2 separate regions of the Oryctolagus cuniculus genome follow, and region 2 is linked to region 1. The links are chromatin contacts, called in public Micro-C maps. All regions are on one chromosome and are shown on one strand. Each heading gives the region's core, a stretch centred on a gene start, on an enhancer-like site or on the middle of the called end of the contact. The rest is flanking DNA. Distances are from core to core; before and after follow the strand shown.

Region 1 (4,501 bases), core at 960-3,459:
AATTAAAATTTTAGCAGGGCTGGCTAAAATTAGGGAGTGAACCAGCGGACGGAAGACCTCTCTCTCTTTGCCTCTCCTCTCTCTGTGTAACCCTGACTTTCAAATAAGTAAATAAATACATCTTTAAAAAATCAAGGCCAATCTTTAAAAAAAAAAAAGCTATCATTTTCCTGGGGGAAGGCATCTAGCCTGCCCCTACATCAGCGTCCCTGGGTTTGACTCCCAGTGCCAGCTCCCAACTCCAGCTTCCTGCTACTGCAGACCTTGGGAGGCTGCAGTGGTGGCTTAAGTTTCTGGGTTCTTGTCACCAATGTGGGAGGCTTGGATTGAGTTCCCATCTCCAGGCATTGGCCTCAGCCTAGTCCTGGCCATTGTGGGCATTTGGAGCTCTGCCTGTCTCTCTGCCTCTCAAATAAAAATAGATAGATAGATAAATAGATAGATAGATAGATAGATAGATAGATAAAATTTCAAAGTATTATTTTGTTGATTCCAACCATTTGGTTCTTCAACCTCCATCCTATTCTAAATCTAATCATAAATAACTGAACAAAAAATGCTCGTGTGCATTGATGTCAAGGAGAAGCAAATCAGAACCATACCGAGACACCACCACACACTGCCAAAATGGCCTGAGATCCAGAGACTGACAGACAGCACCGAGTCCTGGCGAGCAAGTGCAGCAGGGGCAACTGGGACGGACCGCTTCGAAAACAGTTCGGCTGGAGCTGTAAAAGCCGTTCATGCGTAGCTGCCATGCCTGTGACCCGCGAGCCCACTACGAGCCCACAGAAACGGGCAGACACGCAGAGGAATATTTGTGGCGGCATTATTCAGAACAGCCACAAGCTGGAAACAACCCATACGTCCATTTATAGTGAAACTGGTAACGCGTTATTCTCGGGCAGGGAATACTCTGTTGTAATGAAAATGAATGAGGTGCAGCTCCAAGCAGCCGGATAAAGCAAACAAAGAAGGCAGATGGGAAACTGCGCACCCACCTCTACACCTTCTATGGTTCCGTGTCTATGCAGTTTGGAGACTACAACCGAACCATGGTATCAGAGGCTAGGCTAGCAGCTAGCTCTGGGGAGAAAGGAGGAAGTACTAGCTGCATCGGATATGAGGAGCTGGTAAGAATCTGGGTAACAGTCACATGGTGTTTACTGCATGATGGCTCATTCAGCTGTGGACTTCATAACTTGTGTGCTTTTATGTGTTTGCGATCTACTCTGCAATATGCCTTTTTAATAATAAATTTAAAGTAGATCCTACAATAAGACACGGTTTTATAGCACTTTCTAGGAGTTAATGCCCAATAAACTGGGGTTGGCTGTCTTTTATGATTCCTCAGGCGAAGAGAGGGTGTACCTCTGAGAGGCCCCGAGTCCCCAGCAGCCTTGGATGCTTCCTGAACCAGACACACACGAGCCACCCCCTGACGGGCGAGCCCAGGCCCAGAGCAAACTGACGTGAGACCCCAGGTGGGGAATTTCTGCGAGGAGCCAAAGAACGCAGGGGCCCACCCTGTGGGCACTGGTGGCTCACGGGAGCCTGCGCTGGAGACAGGCAAGCCTTGAGAGGGCAACAGAGCCCCTAGCAGCCCCCACTGAAGTAGCTGTTTGTTTCCAGAGGCCTGATGGAACACCTAACTGTAAGCTAGGGAGAGGAAGTTACACAATGGATGTTGAAATGTGGGCTTGTTGAAAAGTTGTCACTCGGGTAATGAATGCCCCGTTTCCTGTTTTTTTGCCGAAAGTTAAATGCTGGGCATAATTAGCTAGTGAAAAAGCAAGCTTGGCAGCGGAACAAAAATAGCACATTTTGGGAGCCCAGGCCAATTAAAATTGTTTATGCAGCCATTTAGCAATATTTTTCTCCCAACTATTATGACCAGGAAATAGGCAGCCTGAGACTGGGAGGCGAGCTCCTCAGAAGAACGGCCCACACACTGCTCCTTCAGACAGCCTGCTCTTCTCGCGGGATTTCGTAGTAAGAGTGAACCCTTGCGTCTTCCCGAACTCCCTGGGGCTCCTCGGGGTCCCAGCATCCCTCACGCTCTGCTCACAGGACGGTGAGCCAAGGTCCCCTATGTGTAGGAGAGCCAGCCATGATCAGCTCAGGCTCTGATGTTGGACTTAGCTGCCTGACAGTCATTCGAATCACCCGGCTGATGCCGTCATCAGACTGAGCGTAGGGAACGGCTGGCTAGCGCTCGGGTTAGTGGCTACAGCTCAGCAGCATGGCCCTCAGCAAAGCCTGTCCTCCTCTCATTGCTGGGGCCGCCACCTTCCCCTCAAGTGGTCAGATTACCTCTTCCTTTCCGGCTGCAGCCTCCCTGTCAAACCTGCTTTCAGATCCCTCACTTGCAGTAGGGCGCAGGGGCTGATAACAGCTTTAAATGTTAGCCATCGCAGCTTCTGGCGGAGAGACGAAGCTGTAGGATGGAGTCCCGGCATCATCCAACGGGGGCCGGGTGTAGGGTGGACGGTTTGGAGGCAGGGAGCGTCCCAGCATCCCGGCCCATGTTACGTAACCACTTGACCAAACCCCTTGCTGACTGGTGGGAGAGAAGAAATCTCTGGAGATCCTGACTCCACTGCACCCGTGGCCCCAGAAGTCCCAGGACACAGCCCGTCTTGGCTTGCTATCTTCTAATCCCATTGTTTTCACGGCTTTTTGGAGTCCCCTGGTACGGGGCCTCAGCAGCACACACTCTACTTCTCTGCAGCTCTGCCCCGGCTCCACCCCCTGCCTGTGCTCCTGTTTCCTCCTGTATCTAAATCCCATCACAGACGGACAAGCTGGATCCCCCTTCTTAGCCATGAAGACGGCTCTGACCACTTCTGGCCATGACGTTCTTGTATTCATCTGAACCCCCACAGCATGCATCCCTCAACTTGTCCGTGGCCTTCAGTCAGGAGCTGCCTTTGACATGTCCTGTATTTCTATTTAACACTTTCTTTTGCCAGTCTCCAAAGGACAAATACCATCTGTTCTCCCTGATCTGCGGTAACTAATAGAGCACCTAAAAGGTAATCTATAGACGAGATATTGACACTTTGAGATGCGATGACTTTGAACAGCCCTTGTCTCAACTGTTAGGAAGAGGTTTTGTTTGTTTTGTTTTTCATACTATTTGTTGAACTCTTTACTTAGTGTAGGGTTAATATTATATGTATAAAGTAATTGAAAATAGATCTTAGTAAAAAGTAAGAATGGGAATAGGAGAGGGAGGAGGATGAAGGGTGGGAGGGTGGGTAGGTGGGAAGGATCACTATATTCCTAAAGTTATATTTATGAGATGCAGGAAGTGTTTGTGCCTTACATTAAAGGTTTCTGGGGGGAAAAAAAAACACTTTCTATTTGGGGAGGAAGGGTAGCATAAAGTTGGCTTTGGCCCCTGCATCCTATGGGCACTTGAGTCAGGAGGGGACCCAGGTCAGAACTAAATGGAGTTCCTGGCAATAGTCCCGCCCTCGGGCCCCCACAGGAATTTCCTGTCCCCACCCCACCCCGCACCCTCCATTTCCTCCCCTCCAGGCCCCACCTCTGAATCATGCACTCCCCAGCCATCTCCTCCCTTCTTTCTCTCCCCTTCACTTCAATAAGCATTTAGAAGGCTTCAGATTAGAGAACTTTGCGAGATCAGCTCGTACATCTCAATACTGGCACCATGAGACTTTACTCGGGTTCCACTGATAGAGGTAGGGAGCGGTTGTGTCGCTTCCCAATTAGCCAGCGCTGACCTGGAAAGTTAATCAGCCGCTTGTCACTCATCCCTGCATTCTGCAAATATTTTATGGGCACAACAGTGTGCCATGTCCTGGGCTGGCCCCAAGGAGTCAGCAGTGACTTGCAGTGACTTGCCCCCGCCAAGGAGCTGACGGTCTAGAGGCACGATGAGCACTTAGGGTATAAACTCTACCAGTGCTGAGAGGGGGCTCAGGCCTCCCGCATGGATGCACTTCAGCAGTATCTGTGACAAAGCAGGTCCTACAAGGCCACGGTCCTTTCCAGGTGCTAAGTTCCTCCTGTATGCTTCACTCAAGTCTTTAAAAACCTCAGGCTGTTCTTATTTACCTATTAGAATTAGCAGCAATCTGGGGCTGGCACTGTGGTGCAGCAGGTTAAAGCCATGACCTGCAGCACCGGCATCCCATATGGACGCCGGTTCGAGTTGGAGTCCCAGCTGCTCTACTTCCGATCTGCCTCCCTGCTAATGTGCCTGTGAAGGCAGCAGAAGATGGTCCAAGTGCTTGGGCCCCTGCACCCATGTGGGAGACCTGGAAGAAACTCCTGTCTCCTGTCTTCAGCCTGGCCCAGGCTGGGCCATTGCAGCCATTTGGGGAGTGAGCCAGCAGCAGGTGAAGATGGATATCTCTCTCTGTCTCTCCTCCTCTCCCTGTGCCTCTGCCTTTCAAATAAATTAATTAAATAAATAAAATTGTACTACAAAGACAATAACTCATACACAAATGCTACTAACTGAGACTGACCC
Region 2 (4,097 bases), core at 1,170-3,669, 59 kb before region 1:
GAGCTCAAGGCTCAGCTGTCACTCTAGGTTCATGAAAAAGTGAACAACCTCCCCTCCCAACTCTTGATTGCATAGATCCATACTGTTCAAAGGGAACCTTAGTTACTTTCCGCCCAAAGGCCGGGTTTGTTTTGTTTTGTTTTTGTTCTGAGACCCAATTGTGATGGTTAGATTCTGTTTGGATCCTGGTACTTCCTGTGCTATGAGAACACGATGAGCTTTTATGCTGCTAAGGGAGGATGAACTCCAGGTAAATAAACACCATAGGAGGCTGAAATGGAAGTGGGGTGGGGGTGGGGGGAAAAGCAGGAAAGCACAATTCTTTTCAAGCAGGAAAAGAAAAACAAAACAAATGCCTTTTAAAAGCGCAAATGGACAAGTTATTAACCAGCTCCTTTGGTCTTGTGTAACAAATCCCTTCAAAGGATTAGATGGGGATTTCAAAGGAATAAAAATTCTCAACACCAGACAGCTAACGACTCTAACAAGGGCATTCAGGGAGGGGAAGATGAGAGCTTAAAAACCCTAGTTGCCCACATGAAAAGCGGAGGAGGGGCTTGCGGGGACACACCGGGATAGGCGAACGGTCCAAACCAGCGCTTGGCTCAGCCAACAGGTGCGGCAAACGCCCCTAAGAGCTCTGATCCCCTGACCCGGAACAACACACAGACACACTAAATGGTGCACTAACTCTAGAGACACGCATCCCCCTGCCTCCCCGCGCCGGGGTCCCTGCGCCCAGATTAACTCCGGATTTGGCTGCTCTAGAAGTCTCTGGAGGCCAGAGCGGGCTCCGAGGTGGACGGTCGGACCCCCTTACCGCCTGTTCCCCGCGTGCCGACACTCGGTTCACCTGCAGATCGCGAAGGGGGCCGTCGGGGACCCCTAGAGGCCTCCCCCCGGGGATGTGTCCCTTTCCAATACCAAATGGACAAAGAGAAAGGGGGCCAGAAAGGGGCGATCGGGGAGAAGGGACCAGAACCAAGCCCTGGGTGCTCTCAGGTCTGCACCTGCGCGGCTCTGAGCTCCCCCCCTCCATGCCTGCGCCGGTGCAAACTTTCTGGCCCGCGGTGGCTTTGGGGAGCGTCTCGAGCGACCTGGAAGGGCCCACGGAGGCGCGGGATTCAGCCCCGTCCCTACCGCCCTCCTCCCTGTCCCTCTCCAGTGCCTCCCGGAGTCACCCGCGAGGAAGGGAGAGTCCCGCGTAAGGCAGAAGGGGCCAAGGGCAGGCTGCGGGCGCGCACCTGGAGCCGCCTCGCGGGCCGCCCGCGCCACCCCGCCGCTCCGGGGCGCAGGGCCGTGGACGCCATGGGGGGGGCAGGGACAGGGACATGGGCAGGGGCACCACACTTACTCGGATGGGTCCAGGCTCTTCCTCTCGATGGCCGAGGACATTGGGGAGGGAGGCGGCGTGCCGGGCGGCGGGGGCGCTCCCTTTGTGGCGCGGGGCTGGCCGGCGGCGAGGGCTCGGACCCCCTCGGATGCGCGGGCGCCGCCGCTCCTAAGCCTCCTCTTGCTCCGGCGCTCCGGCGGCGAGCTCGCCCCTCCGCGCTCAAGGACAGTCACCGCGCTCCCTTCAAACGCCAAAGAGAGAGAGCGAATCACCGGGCTGCGGGCGCGCGGCGGCCGAGGCGGGGGCCGGAGCGCGCAGCCTGGCCCCGGGCGGCTGCAGCTGCCGCCGCCGCTCAGGACTTAACCTTCCATCGCGGTCCCGCCGCCGCCGCCGCCGCCGCCGCCGCCGCCGCCGCCCGGTCCCGCTCGCGCGCTGGCGCCGCCCGCCGGGATGGTGCGCGCCCGCCCGGCCGCCCGAGCCCCTCGCACCTCCGGCCGGGTCGCGGCGCGCAGCTCGCCGCCGAGGGCAGCCCGGGGGCGGCGGCCTGGGGCGGGGAGGGGCCCGTGCGTCTCTCCCCGGGCTTCCTCCTCTCTCGGGAAGGTCTATTTTCGCTCAGCTTCCCTCTGTCTCTGGTTTCATTTCCTTTTTCCTGATCACGATTCAAATACAATAGAAGGAAATCACATTTAAAGAGACAGCTGCCCGCCCCCCTCCCCTTTTATTCTGCCTTTTTTTTTTTTTTTTTAAACGGGGCTCCTGGGGATTAGCAATACAAACAGCAGCCGCATCAGGACTGACTTGGTTTCTTAAAGGGGCCAGCGTCGGGGACGCAGAGTGGCTCTGGGATCACCTCTCCTTGGAGAGGAGGCTCGGCTGCCCCCTGGATCATCGTTCAGGGTTTCCCCTCTTCCGCGAGTCCCCGTTGGCTTTAAGGCTCAAAGTAACCCACCGGGCAGCTCAAGCAAGGCAAAACGACCAAAATGGGAAGCAGGCACCCTCCACGAAAGCCGCCGTGACGAGTAGCTTCGCGCCCGTCCCGGGTTCGCGGTCCCAGGTCCAGGGGCGCGCGGCGCAGCGGTGCCCCGGACGGCGCGGCTCCGCGGGCGCCGGGCTCGTGGCCGCTGGAGCTGTGCGGGCAGGGACCGCACGCCGGGGCACGCCTGGGCAGGGCTGGGGGCAGTTAATCCCCGCGGGTCCCTCTCTCCATCTGCCAGCGGCAGAATTCCCTCCCTGGGCATCTGGCGGAGAGCATACGCCTGCGACTCAACTGTCCCCCCCCCCCCCCGTAATGCGTTCCCAACGATCCGATCCAGAACATTCCCGAGGTGGGGCAGGCGAAGGAAAAGGAGGCCGACTCGATTTGAGGGTTCGGGTTCACCCCCAACCTCGAGAGCGAGTTCTGGACAAGCGAGGGGCGCCGAAGGCGGGAGGAGAAGGCTGCCCTGGCCCAGAGGCCAACTTGAAAGCTATTGAAAATGTCTGCGTTCAGACGTTCAGATGTTCAGACGTTCCCGTAGGCCTGCTTTTGCTGGAGGCCCGTCATAAAGAGGAAATTACCAAGCACTTTCGGAATCCATAGTTTGATAGGAACAGTAGGGATGAAGGTCACAGGCATTTTATTCCCATTTTAAAGATGGCACTGAGGAGCCTGGATGAACTCCCCCTGAGGCGGCAAGCAAAGCCCTGCAGGCTTAGTTTTCCCTGTGCAGGGCCAGATCCTCACTAGTTTTCCACAGCCCAACTAGAACGCACTGTGGCCTGCGTGCCCTCGCCGTGTGTCCTCCCTGTGCTCCAGGGTTGGGTCTCTAACGGGTATAAGCAAAATCTCTCACGCGGGTGTCTACGGAAGCCTTACGCATGCCTTTGGGTCCAAGTCAGGTCTTCAGTATATAAAGGGGTATTAAACAAAACTAAGCAATTAGTTTTAATTGTTTAACAAGTCCCTAGATTTTGTAGGCAGGCCTGAATTCTGTGATACACATTTAACCCACCACCTTACTTTCATTTCTGTAAGAATTGAAAATAACCAAATAGGTTGTGATGAACAGTTCACCTGTTCACCAGCGGTGGTTAAATGCTGGGACTTGGGGGTGGTGTGGGGTGCAGGGAGTTCACTTCCCACATGGGAGAGCCAGTTCAAGTCCCCTCTGCTCCACTTCCAATTCAGCTCCCTGCTAAGGCACCCGGTAAAGCAGCAGAAGGTGGCTGAAGTCCCTGGGCCTGTGCTACCCACATAGGAGAGCCGGCCAGATGGGGGTCCTTGCTCCTGGTTTCCACCGCTCTTACTTATCAGCCAGTGTAGCCTAAGAAAATTGCTTAATCTGGGAGTCAGTATTGGATAGAGCCACCAAAGCCAGACTGTATTCTAACCCTCCCTTTACCATCTATGTGCACCTGGGCTAACAGTAGGAATTTAAGCTCCCAGCACCCGCACCTGTAAAATGGGAATGACAGAAGCTATTGCATAGGTTATTGTGTGGATGAAATCAGTGCTTCCAAGGTATGGCACATGGATTTCTGATGGAGTGAAAGTGATAACAGGTGGGAGACAGTGTATAGAATACCTGGCACATATTAAGCGCACAGAGAGGCGGCTGCTATATCTTCATAAGAGACACTGTTGAGATCACTTACAAAGAGGTTTGAGGGGCCGGCATTGTGGTACAGTGAGTTAAGTCCCAAACTGTGTCACTTGCATCCAATAAGAGCGCCATTTAATGTCCTGGCTACTCCACTCTGAATCCAGCTCCCTGCTAATGAGCCT

What was found. A called contact is a pair of places that touch in the nucleus more often than the background predicts.
Region 2: a Micro-C map of ear pinna shows a contact between it and region 1, with 2.4 times the contacts expected there. The contact joins the promoter of LMO2 here to the enhancer-like site in region 1. A contact is called at or near these places in 2 of 6 Hi-C or Micro-C datasets (ear pinna and an unstated tissue).

What each region holds. Positions count from the first base shown.
Region 1 is chr1:32,021,554-32,026,054 of mOryCun1.1, reverse strand. All of the region lies in intron 1 of LOC103351231 (a long non-coding RNA gene), which reads right to left. Among named protein-coding and RNA genes, the nearest start is that of LMO2, 59 kb to the left of the region's middle. Within about 2 kb of position 2,209, at least 3 of the 8 cell types and tissues checked have an H3K27ac peak or open chromatin away from gene starts, as enhancers often do. A contact at or near this core is called in ear pinna, where this site is marked.
Region 2 is chr1:32,081,110-32,085,206 of mOryCun1.1, reverse strand. LMO2 (LIM domain only 2) reads right to left here and starts at 2,419. Exons shown (of 4, transcript XM_070071915.1): 1 at 2,283-2,419; 2 at 1,355-1,574. The coding sequence starts at 1,395.